Linked DNA regions of Mus musculus: all the other regions are linked to region 3. A link is a contact called in public Hi-C data. All regions are on one chromosome and are shown on one strand. The core of a region is the stretch at or near the end of the contact, and the rest is flanking DNA. Distances in the headings are between cores, read along the strand shown.

Evidence for each region. Hi-C and Micro-C count contacts between places; a contact is called where the count stands out from the background.
Region 1: a contact with region 3 is called in a Hi-C map of liver, with 2.1 times the contacts expected there. The contact joins two enhancer-like sites. A contact is called at or near these places in 3 of 484 Hi-C or Micro-C datasets (liver and nephron progenitors) and 1 of 9 other capture datasets (adipose tissue).
Region 2: a Hi-C map of liver shows a contact between it and region 3, with 2.7 times the contacts expected there. The contact joins two enhancer-like sites. A contact is called at or near these places in 1 of 39 promoter capture datasets (hippocampal neurons), 5 of 484 Hi-C or Micro-C datasets (3T3-L1-derived adipocytes, liver, nephron progenitors and 1 more), 1 of 115 datasets of contacts at active chromatin or transcription factors (embryonic stem cells) and 1 of 9 other capture datasets (adipose tissue).

Annotation. Positions count from the first base shown.
Region 1 is chr6:28,570,639-28,574,453 of GRCm38.p6, forward strand. All of the region lies in intron 10 of Snd1 (staphylococcal nuclease and tudor domain containing 1), which reads left to right. Among named protein-coding and RNA genes, the nearest start is that of Snd1, 92 kb to the left of the region's middle. Within about 2 kb of position 2,468, at least 71 of the 459 cell types and tissues checked have an H3K27ac peak or open chromatin away from gene starts, as enhancers often do. A contact at or near this core is called in liver, where this site is marked.
Region 2 is chr6:28,552,787-28,556,923 of GRCm38.p6, forward strand. The region is part of intron 10 of Snd1 (staphylococcal nuclease and tudor domain containing 1); the gene reads left to right. Among named protein-coding and RNA genes, the nearest start is that of Snd1, 75 kb to the left of the region's middle. Within about 2 kb of position 2,390, at least 26 of the 459 cell types and tissues checked have an H3K27ac peak or open chromatin away from gene starts, as enhancers often do. A contact at or near this core is called in liver, where this site is marked.
Region 3 is chr6:28,679,498-28,683,204 of GRCm38.p6, forward strand. All of the region lies in intron 12 of Snd1 (staphylococcal nuclease and tudor domain containing 1), which reads left to right. Among named protein-coding and RNA genes, the nearest start is that of Lrrc4, 150 kb to the right of the region's middle. Within about 2 kb of position 2,229, at least 27 of the 459 cell types and tissues checked have an H3K27ac peak or open chromatin away from gene starts, as enhancers often do. A contact at or near this core is called in liver, where this site is marked.

The DNA of each region.
Region 1 (3,815 bases), core at 1,218-3,717, 110 kb before region 3:
CCCTGGCTCCTAATCCATGAGTGGCCATTCAAGTTAGGGAAGAGGTTTAAAAACAAAGAAACAGCAACAGTGGCCAAGCCAAAAGCCTGCCACAGCACCTAAGTGTTTGCCTAGGAAGGAGATGTGCAGTGCGCCTTCCGTGGTGATCAGATATACAACTGGGTTTTAAGGAGATCAACGTAGGGGCTAGAGAGATGTCTCAAGAGCGTGCTGTTCTTGCAGAGGACCTCAGTTCAGTTCCACGCACTTGTATGTTGGACAGTTCACAATGGCCTGTGATTCTAGCTCCAGGAGATCTACCCCATTCTGTCCAGAATTCATGTGTACCCTCTCTTCCCTCCCACATATACATAATTTTAAAAAAGAAGGTAAGTGTCAAGGTAAAGTTGAAAGGCTATGAAATGTCCTTCTGTTTTAGCTTTGTTTTGTTGGCTTAGAAATCATTGAAGGTCTTTGAGTCGGGATTCAGTGTGATTACAGTTTTATGTTAGGAACATTCACTCTGCAGTCAAAGTTTTGGTGTTATTAGTAATGGTTCAGACCTTGGAAAAAGAACCTGTAAAGATTTGTTGATTTTTTTTTTTCCCCCCCTAAAATTGAGAATAGGTTTTGGATCAGTTGTCTATACAGATTTAATATTTTGATCTGGAGGATAGAAGTCAGGTGAATAAAAATTGCTAGTGTTGGTTTAGTAGACTGAATAGCCACAAATTCAGGTGCAAGCATGTTGATTTGGAGGAACCAATTTTGAATAGAAATCGTAAAAGAAAGATGAAAAATTAGGGCAGTTTACCAAAGTAATGTTTTGTGTAGCAACAAGAAATTTTTTAAAGGTGAACAAAAGCTTCTTGTCGACCCAGCAGAGGTTTTATCAGCTGCAGATGGTCATAAACTAAGTACTGACAAGGTTGGGCTAGACCTCGAAATGCTTTCAGTGTGTTGTTTCCTGTGAGTGCAGAGTTTGACCGCTGGACTACAGGTGAGAGGAAGCTTAAGGAAATAGACATCTACACCCCTTGTCTCAGATCCTTAGGTTGCGTTCGGAGGTTCTGGGTCTTTGAAAAGGTATGTGGGAAGTTGGGGAAATAGCTTAATGCATGAAGCCCTTGCTGTGTGAGCATGAGGACCTGAGCTCAAATCCCTAGTGTCGTAGAAATGCTGGTAGGGTCTGGTGGCCTGCCTTTGATCCCATTACTTGGGAAGCTGACCAGCTAGCCAAACTGGCAAGCTCTCCGTTCAAGTGAGAAACCCTGCCTCAACATAGAAGGTGGAGCAATCAAAGACATGCTTGTACATATGTGCCCCAGCAAACACACAGAGAGAAAGGTCACACAGAGCACTTGTGGTGTAGTAATGACATAATACCTACCTCAGTGGGTTGTGAATAACACCCCTGTAATTAAACGCTGATTTTTCTTTTTCTCCAGTACAACATGAATGTTTCTGTTATGGGACAAAGACTTAAAAGTCACTTGGATCTCTTCATGTGAGGTTTTGTAACAGTGTCAGGTCAAGTTCTGTTTTACTGCCAAGTGTGTTATAAGACTAGAGAACTTTAACAGTGAAGGGACAGAGGCAGAAAGCCACATCTGACAACTTTCTTTAAAAAAATAACTTTGTTCTTTTCTACACTCAAGAAAATTCTTTCCAGTCGAGTTAGCTTTCCTTGGGCTTGTTTGTAATGGTAACAGGTATCTATCTGTGGATGGTAGCGTGGTTTTGATTTACTAATAGCCCTGGAGGGGTAGGGCATACTAAGTGCTTCCTTGATGATTGTGAAGTCAAACTGGAAAACTAAGCATCATAAGCAAACAACTCTATTTTATATGTCTTTGGCATTGATTTCTATTTTGTCCAGGTCCATGCATTTTCTCCCTCTTGTTCAAAGATATAAGTACAGATCTGGACCTACGGTTATAAATGGCTACCCTTGGGTCTAAAGAAACAGAAGTAGCTTCTCTGGAGGGCTGTTTGCAGATATGGGATTCATAGGAAGGCTAGAGCTTTTCATGATATAGTGATGTGCATTGTTTTACATGTCAGACCGTAAAGCTGTCATTTTGTCAGTACTGTGTGTGTCCACTTTCTTATGCTACCCTTTTTATTTTCCCTTATTTTATATAGGAGTTGAGGCAGGGGTTAGATTCAGAAGGTTTTCCAAGGGAACTTTGTATAGTAATGAGAAAGGATGTTGGCGAAAGGGAAGCGGTCTTGATTTGGCCTAGTGACATTCTAGACTGGCTTCAGTGTCCTCCTTTGTTTGCAGGTAAAAGGGTAAGGTTTGGTATGATTCAGAGCAGTGCCCTGTTATAGCAAATCTGTGGCTAGAGGAGCATTTGAAATATACAGAGTCCTTGCAGTTTTGCCGGATTGTTGTTCTGAACAAATGACCCTATTGCGTTCCCTGGTTACTCAGCACCCTGTGGACACTGGCCTAGTCATGGGCAATTGGCTGTCCAAATAGCGTGTGCGGTTTTGCAGCCTGAGCTCTTAGTGAGGATGAGGCGCAGCGCCTCCCCAGCTGACTGCTCCAGGGAGCATTACCCGGTGTGCAGCTGTTGCCTGAATCCTAAGTAGCATCCGGTGTGAGGCTGGCGCCTTCCCGCTCCCCTTCCTTTTTACTTGCTGCTCTGTGAATATCTGATCGATGGGGCTGGGTGTTGGCAGAAATCCAGAAAAGCCAGCCATGTTGTTAGATGTAGCATTTTGGCCTCTCCAATCTAAGCTTTTCTTTTTTGTCAACATTTAAGATGTAGTTTTTGCAAACAGCTGTAGAGCTGAATAGCAGGAGTTGTGCTGGTCACTGTGGCCTGTAAATGGTGAGTGATTTTCATTCTCCTCTCTACTGAAGATGAGCACATGGCAGTGTGGAGAGGATAAGCATGAAGGTAAGCAGCCCTGTGATCTGCAGTGCCTGTCTTCACCTGCCAGTCAGCAGCACACACTTGGCAAATCCTAGCTGTATGGGAGACAGGCCATCCACTCCACTGCCCTCCATACTGCTCTGCTGTAGTCTTGGTTGTTCCAGGGCTCAGCTCTCTACTTTTATGTTGCTTCCCATTTGTCAGCAGGAGAGAAACTTAAGGAGAAGGAGGAGGAGGACTGCCTCCCCCTCCATGGAAGTCTAAATCGTAACTAATGAAGCAGTATTAAATTCTGAGACCTATTACATCTCTATAACCACTCACCTCCGCTTTGTGACTGAAATCACTAAAGATCCAAATATCTACTGTATGCACATGCAAAGAAAAAATTTAACTTTAACCCTGAAATTTAAAATTGAAAAAGTAATTTCTCTAAATATCCATCTTTTTTTTTTCAACCTATTAAAACAATGTAAAGACCCCTTGGCTCCTGAGTGTGACCCACCCGTCAGATCTGATGAAGGCACTAGGCTTCCAGACCTAGCTCTACCTTCCTGTCCCTAGTGTTGTCTGAAGAGTCCCTCATGACTGCCAGTATTGATCAGCTGCTGTTCCCTGAACTCCTGTGTGTGTTCTTTGGCAACAAGGAGATAAACAGGGTATTGACCCAGAGATCTTGACACACTCCTGGATTTTTAGGGACAAATAGCAGCCCCCTTCAGAGTGCAGAGTGCTGAAAGTCCAGTGGCTGCTTCTGAATAATGACTTCCTGTCAAGTGGCTCGAAGGGTTTGATGGAGAAGAGGCTGGGTTTCAATTCTTCTGGAGTAGCATGTGCTTTGGGCAAGATGATCTGACTGGAAACTTGTGCTAATAGGAAACAGTGTGCAGGCCCTGAGAGGCGAGGCAGTGGGAAGCTCCTGCAGCCCTGCGGACTCCAAACCACATGTTG
Region 2 (4,137 bases), core at 1,140-3,639, 130 kb before region 3:
CATGTCTGCTGAGGCATGAGAAGTAATTTCATAGATTGCTTTTGAGTGGGCATCATTTTGCCTACTCGAAACCCTCTGTTAATCTCTGGATGCCTCTGCTAGCTCTGTTCAGCTGGGGCTCCTGTCCTGGGTTCATAAGTCCCAGGAGGGCGTCTTTGCTTCCCTGGTTTCTCCCTTCCCTCTTAATTGCATTGCTTGGTTTTGCTGGATAGTTTACACCTGGATTAGATGTTGGCAGCTACATCATTTCCCCACTCTGTTTTAGCCTAACTTCTGCCATTGCTTAACCAGCCCTGCCTCTTTCTGTATGGTTTCCCCTTAATGTACATTCTTTTAGCACAGTGTAGCTTGAGTTCAATCCACCCAGCGGGGTTATTTTCAGGATTTTACGTGTCTTTGAAGATCAGTCCCTATTTGACTCTGTCTTTTAACACCTCTGTTCTTACTCAGGGTTTTCCAAATGTCTTCTCTCGGGTATGTTGATTCATCGACGTCTTTAGGTGGACTTTTTACTCAGGGCTGTTTTTTTCCCTCTTCTGTTGTCGACCTTGCTGGTTGTCAGATTATTTCTTTGCTGGAACTAATTTTAAAATCAATTAGAGAGCTTTTCCCGTCATCTTTCTCTCTTTATTTATGAGGTGCTGATTGCAGAACTACCTACACTGTGTTTAGATAAATTACTTTTTTTTAAAAAATGTAACATTTATATTCAAGGCAAGTTTAGTGCAGCCATCCAATGCTTTGCAGTTTTGCAGGCCAGAGCTGTAGGCTTCATTCCTTGGTGGGCTAATTAGCTTTGGGCTGGGAGAATTTTTGTTCTGTTTAGAAACCAAACATTTAAGTTCCTCATGTATTCTAGACTCTGTGGTTCTGAGGAATTGTTTTTATTAACAAGATGTTTATAATTTTAGGCGTGTGCGTGTGTGTGTGTGAGTGTGCGTGTGCGTGTGAGAGAGTGTTGGCCAGCAGGTGGATGGTGGATGGAATGATGGATGGTGGTGCTTTGCCCCCACTGTTCTCAGTAAAGGCTTTTCAGCGCTGACTAGAAAGGGAAGCTGAAGGACACAGATGCTTGCTCTTTCCCCAGCAACTGACAGGCCTATTGGTTAGGCATATTTTTGGTGTCACTTTTCATTTTAGCCTTTCTTTGAATATTTGCAGTCATTTTATAGGGCGTTCACATTTTATAGTTCTAATCCACCCACTATTATGCTGTGTAGCTGGATTGGCTTACAGAATCTTATTTATGTCCACCTTGGTGGAGGGCTGCTTTGCAACCAGACCTCTGTTCAGCTTAGCCGTGAAGACATTGTAGAAACTCGGTGTTCTTTACTCTGTCATTTCTCTGCTTGGCATCAGTCTGTCCTTGTTTTGTTGTGTGGCCCTCGGTAAGGCTGAGCAGCAGCAGCAGCAGCGTGTGATGTAGGGCATCTGATAGGCTTGCTGGCCCCACACTGGTCCTCAGTTTCTGCTTCTGTCAACGCAGAGTCTGGAAAATCTATACATTAGATGGTTATAATTTCTAGTTTCTGCTCGCTTGCTTGCTTTCTTTTTTCTGTCTCTATGCAGTTTGATTTTCTGGGTCAAGTAGATTCCTCATTTCTTCAAGTCTATTGCAGGCTAACCATGTAGTTGGTACTCAGTTTTATAAGGTGCTTGAATTCTCAGTAGCTCCTGCTCATAGTCTTTGGCTGCAGATTGGCAGAGTACATTGACCCTTAACTGTGATTCTGCCATTAGTCCACCAGAAGACCAGGAGGCCCAGACTCTTTCCTTGGGTGGCTGCCTTTTGTAAGGTGGGCTGCAATTAGGAGAAAGCCTCCTCCTTATTCATATGAAGTTTGCTTAGCATCTGCTTCTCCAGCTGGATGGCTAGTTTTAGATGACTGGTGTGCAGGAGCTGTAGGTGGAACTTTGTAAGGGATTGCTGGTGTGTGCAGGGTTCCCTTGTCAGCCTTCTGCTCCTCCAGGCTTGGTCTTGAGGCCCAGGCCCTATGAGTTGGGGTGCAGGTGTATTGAGTACCCTCATTGGAGCTTCTTTACCTTTTACTGCAGCGGATGGGAGAGAGCTCACTGTGTTTACATGGCAGATCGACAGACAGTGTCATGTGCTAGTTTGACGGTAGGGATATCCAGATTATTAGCCCAGTTAGCAGGGAGACTTCACATCATTCAACTCACCTTATTGTATCCACTTGTGATTTCTTATAAAAAGGGAGGAAGTTCTGGTAGCACTTTGCTGGTCCCTTCCAGCGTGTGTTAAACCTCCAACTCAGCGTTTTCCCAGGAAAATGTCCGAGTTCCTTCCTGCCGCCTGAGCTACTTGGAGCCTTTCTGTCAGAGCACAACTGTGGCTTGCCTGGAAGATTGCTCTGAGCCCCACCTCCTCCCTCTAAAAGCTTTTCGCCTCACTCCGCCTGCTTTGCCTACTCCAGTCCTCCTCTGAGGAAGAGTAGCTGACTCCTTCAGCTCAGGCAGGCTTATCTGCAGGGGAGCTTAGTTAGTTCTGGGCTGCCTGGATCTAGAAATAGCAGAGCTGTGGAAGATGACTGCTCCTCTGGGTAAAGAACAGCAGGTAGAGGAAGGCAGTTCCTCTTGTAAGGAGAGTTCTCAATCCAAGAAGATAGAAATGAGCCTGATACTGTTGAAGGAAACTGACAAATGTAAAACTCAGTGCAGTAAAACCCTGCAGCCTTTCGTTTCTTACCACATCACCTAGCAAGAAATGTGTTCTGAGGGCTGGAGCGGTAGTGTTTCGTCCTGTCCTGCCTGTCTGTGTTATAGATCTGCTCGCATGTACTCAGGGAAGCAGGTGCTCTCTGGCAGAGTCCCGTTGTTTCTGTTCTCTTTCCTCATCTCGCTCTTAGTAGATGTCCCTGCAGGTGTGATCATGGCTGTGCTTGCTTTTGCATTTTATTTGGATCCCTCCCCCATCCTAGGTTCTTCCATCTCCACTCGATGATCTCTCTCCCAGGAATGGATTCTCCTACAGGAAATAAGAGGTGACCCCTTGTATTTCAAATGAAGAGTCTCTCCTAGTGAACAGTCTAGGCAGCTTGGTTGGTGGCTCGCTCCTGCGCCTGTCATGTTAGCCTCACAGGAGCTCCTTGTGTACCTTGTGTCGCTTGTAAAGCCTTGCTGTGGCTTTCCATGCAACACGAACCCGTCGTGAATTCTTAGCGTTGTTAAATTGTCTCTCATTTAGCTGCCTTGCTGTGGTTCATCCAGAAAGAGCAGCTTCTTGAACATGAATTCACTACCTCAGAAAGGGGCAACAACAAAACCGCCTTCTACTTTGCTTGAGCAACAACAACATTTAAACTGTTTCTGTAATGCCGTGGTGTACTCTACAAACTACATTTGTGCAGTTTAAGCAAGACTCGTGTCCTGCTTCTAGAATTTAAATCAGTTGATGCTTTCATTGGCATATTTTCTTGCTGATATTTATAGATACATATTTAAGGAGACTTGTCAAGGCTTTTAAATAGTGAGGTAGACTGGTCCTCATTTTAACTTTTTTTTGTTGTTGTTGTTGTTGTTGTGGGGTTTTTTTTTTTTTTTTTTTTTTTTTTTTTTTTTTTTTTTTTTTTTTTTTTTGATACAGGGTCTGGTTCTAGCTGCCCTAGAACTTGCTATGTAGATTCACCTCCCTCTGCATTCTAAATGTCTGGATAAAAGGCATGTGCTACCACGCCCTGCTCACATTAACTGTTTTAATGTCCTCCTTTAAACTTGGTACTTCGTACTAGTAGTAGGAGATTTAAAAAATATAGCTGCTAGAAAAGGTAAGCTTTGCCTCATTGATGTTGTGGGAGGTCGCAAGCCTTCAGCAGGTTCCTCTTCTCTTTATAGATAGGCTTACTTTCTTTGCTCTTTTTTTTTTTTTCTTTTTCCTTTCCTGACCTCTCAGATCCTGGGATGATAGTCTATACCTGGCTCATTCCCCTCTGATTACCATCTTACATCATTCTTTCTTCCCAATTGCATGGTCTTCATTACTAAAGTTTCTCTTTCTCCTTTTCTCCCTCTTCAACAAGTCCATCTCGGCTCTGTTGTTTGCTTGTTGTGGGCTGGTCTGTCTACTTTGGGGATCTTAAGCTTCTGTGGTAAGGAGAGCTAACTGCTTTCACATGCAAT
Region 3 (3,707 bases), core at 979-3,478:
TTGCATACACTAGTAAGATTTTGCTGAAAGGACCCTGATATAGCTGTCTCTTGTGAGACTATGCCAGGACCTAGCAAACACAGAAGTGGATGCTCACCGTCAGCTATTGGATGGATCACAGGGCCCCCAATGGAGGAGCTAGAGAAAGTATCCAAGGAGCTAAAGGGGTCTGCAACCCTATAGGTGGAACAACAATATGAACTAACCAGTACCCTCAGAGCTCGTGTCTCTAGCTGCATATGTATCAGAAGATGGCCTAGTCGGTCATCAGTGGAAAGAGAGGCCCATTGGTCATGCAAACTTTATATGCTTCAGTACAGGGGAACGCCAGGGCCAAGAAGTGGGAGTGGATGGGTAGGGGAGTGGGGGGAGGGTATGGGGGAATTTTGGGATAGCATTGGAAATGTAAATGAGGAAAATACCTATTAAAAAATATAAAAAAGTAATAGAAATTATAGAAACATTTTCAGAAAGGTTAAAAAAAAAGCGGTTTGATTTCTCTCTGTCTCTCCCAAGCCCAATAGTAGCACAGATGAGAAATTTGGATCTCTGTGGGGTTTTTTATTCCCATGTAGACTTTGGAGGTAAACAGACATGAAGGTAAAAACCTCTATTTTACCTTTAGATGGCTGTATAATCTTGGGTCTCAGTTTATTGTCTGTAAGTTAGAGATATTAATGGTGCTATTATAAAACCACTCTTATAAATGCGGTAATGTGTTCAGCCCAGCACTCTCTCCGCTCAGCAGTCACTGGTGACCTAAGGGCATCTCTCCTCCCAGTCACCCCCTCACATTTCTAGCCAATCCCATTCCTCAGTTATTCCTGATTTACAGCAAATTTTCTTCCATATTTTATGTGCCATACTTTTCTTGTTTCTCACATTTACTTATGAGCCCAGCCACGGATCCTATTCCCTAACAAACAAATCAGCACATGTATTAGCATATTCCGTGAACTGAATGATCATTGGGAGGTAGAATGCTTCTTTGCCTACTATGTTTAGGTCCTGTGTTCAAGTCCTACACCACCTCCCTTAATATCTGCCTCCCAAAGACCACCAAACATGTCCTGTTGGATTATGGTCTAGATTTGACTCTCTGTTTGATAGTAAAGAACTTTGTTCACATAGACAGTAATGATTGCCAAGTTATTGCATAAATGTAGACAAGTGGACTGTGCTATTCTCAGCATTTCAGGAAACTTCACATACCATTGCAATTTAATGACGCCAGGAACCGTGCTGGCTACCTTCCCTTTGTGCACTAGGTGCCTGCCAGCTAAGAAGTGGCAAATGTGGAAGGCTATCAGTGTAACGCGCTGGGCAGACTGGCATTCTCTGTCTTGAAGTCTTTATAAATTTTTCTGCCTCCAGTGAAAATGAATTAGAATATGGAGAGATAAGAAATAGGGAGAGATTTAGTGTAAACATGACTGGCTCAGACATAAAGGTAGAAGCTGAGAGCAGTGACAATAGTGGAGAAGTTTGAGCCTACCTTTTCAGGGCTTTTCAGTGGATTTTCTTTAGAGCCTTTGGCCTCCTGATGTATCTGCTTACAAATAAATAGAGAATCAGCAGGCAGTTGCTCTAATTTGTGCTTCCTTTGTGTTGAAATTGTGATTTATCAACTCTCAGTGTCAAGTCAGTAGCAAGGGGAGCATGTATCAGTTCTCCTGCCATCCTCCTCCTCCTTAAAAACAAGTTTCTTTTTTAACCAAGAAGTAACTGTGCTGCGCCCTACCCTGACACTGTTCAAACCTTCCTTCTCTGAAATATTTGTGTTGTCATGTGTCATTTAGCACAATCTGCAGCTTTGGAAACATCGGATCAAGAGAAGGTTAGCCAGAGTCTCCTTAGTGGCTTATTCTACTTCAAAGCATGGAGCCAAGTCACTTCTCTCTCAAAGGAAAGGAAGGACGGAATGGGGTGTTTGAAAACCCCTTAACCTTTTGTTGGGCTCGGTTGTGGTTCACACTAGAAAGACAACTCATTAAGTAAAACAGAAAATTCTGTTCTTCAATTCTTAGGAAAACCCTTGGCCTGATTCCCCACCCATATTTTCATTTCCGAGTATAGTTCAGTTTCCCTGGCTCTTATTTCTATAACTCTTAATTATAGACCTTCTAGACTCTGTATAGAAGTAAAAGTTTACAGAAGCTGCCACCCTTTAGGCCTCAATAAAAGGTAGACCTTGGAATTGGTCCAGGTGCTAATAAATTCTGGAGAGCAAAAGCATACTCCGCCTTTGCTTGTGCCAGCTGACTGGGCTGTGACCATGAACTGTAATGGGGCAAGGTGGAAAGTCTGCCTTTTTTCTAGCATCTAAACAAGACAAAAACTTAATTTAAGTTTTCTCCCTGAGAATCAATGTGTGCCAAAACAATTTTGTTCTATCTTATCAAAAATGATTGAGTTCAGTAGTGCTTGGTGCTCCTGACAGCCTTCCAGAATCCAGATTGTCATTACAGTCCTTTGCTGTGACAGAAGCAGTGTTTGCACACGCCATCAGGAATGTGAGAGGGGCTGGGACTGTCCCATCCCTACTTTGGACATCACAGGGTCTGCCTGGTTCCAGTTTCTTCATCAGAGTTGATCATTCCAGATGCCATTGTGTAATTTTCCATCTTGGGGTATGTGTTTGTGTGGGTGGGTGGTTTTGTTTGTTTTTAAGTGGTGTTTAATGTCAGGCTAATAATAAACTGGATACGTAGGCCTGGTTTTGTCACAGCGGCCATGAGTTATTTGTCGCTGTTCTTTAGAGAGGCTGAGAACTAGCCTCCCTTACTTCCAAATGATGTGTACACATGGGGGGGGGGGGTGCTCTTGTCACTGTAGCTGCCTAGGAACTGCAGTATGGCAGCTGGCGAGTTCTGTTGTAAAGAAGTAAAAGATGAGGGATCTTCTCCCTTGTTGCTATACAACTGATTCTCTACTTCCTTGCAACCTGCATCCGGAGTGCATCACTATTTCTGAAGCAATTAATGGCATTTAGTCTGTTCCCTACCTATACGTCTTTCTCAAGATCAGGTGTACTAGCAACTCTATGATTCTTCAGGGAGGTGGGGCTTAAACTATGCTCAGTCATTCTTGGCCTTTCATCTTTTTAGAACTTGAGTATATTTTTAAAAAAGATTCTGACTACTGTTTTTCACAAAGCTTATTTTGAATCCCGTGAGATACTTGGAAAAAAACAATAGACCATGCCCCCAATTAAAAATAAGTGCTAAGGCTTGGAGTTTTAGAAATAGTGGTTTTATGCCTATGGGTTCTTGCTTTGTAGCTCTGGAGCAGAGCTGGCATTAAGTCTTTACTTGGTGATTTCAGTGACAGAGGACGCCTGTAGATGAAACAGAAGGCTCCCAAACCAGCATTTTCCTGTCCTCACAGATCAGGCCCCAGCAGAGTTGTAGGTAGCAAGGGAAATGGAAACCCTTACAGATGTTCATTCTATCACTCCTCATGTGTAAGAACAGCCTTTTATGGATCTGGTAATTTCTCCTATTCCAACTCTATTTAGGGGTTGAGCTGCTATGGTTAGTGTAAACTCTGCCTCCAGCTCAAGCCATGATGTTGGTAAGTTTTGTTTACTCTCTTTTTGCCAAGTACCTGGTCCTTCTGGAAAGCAGTGTCATGAGACAATTGGTGTTCTGTTTCTTTCATGTATTTCTTCTTGGCCATCTAAGACTGACAGATGGGGTATTCACTTC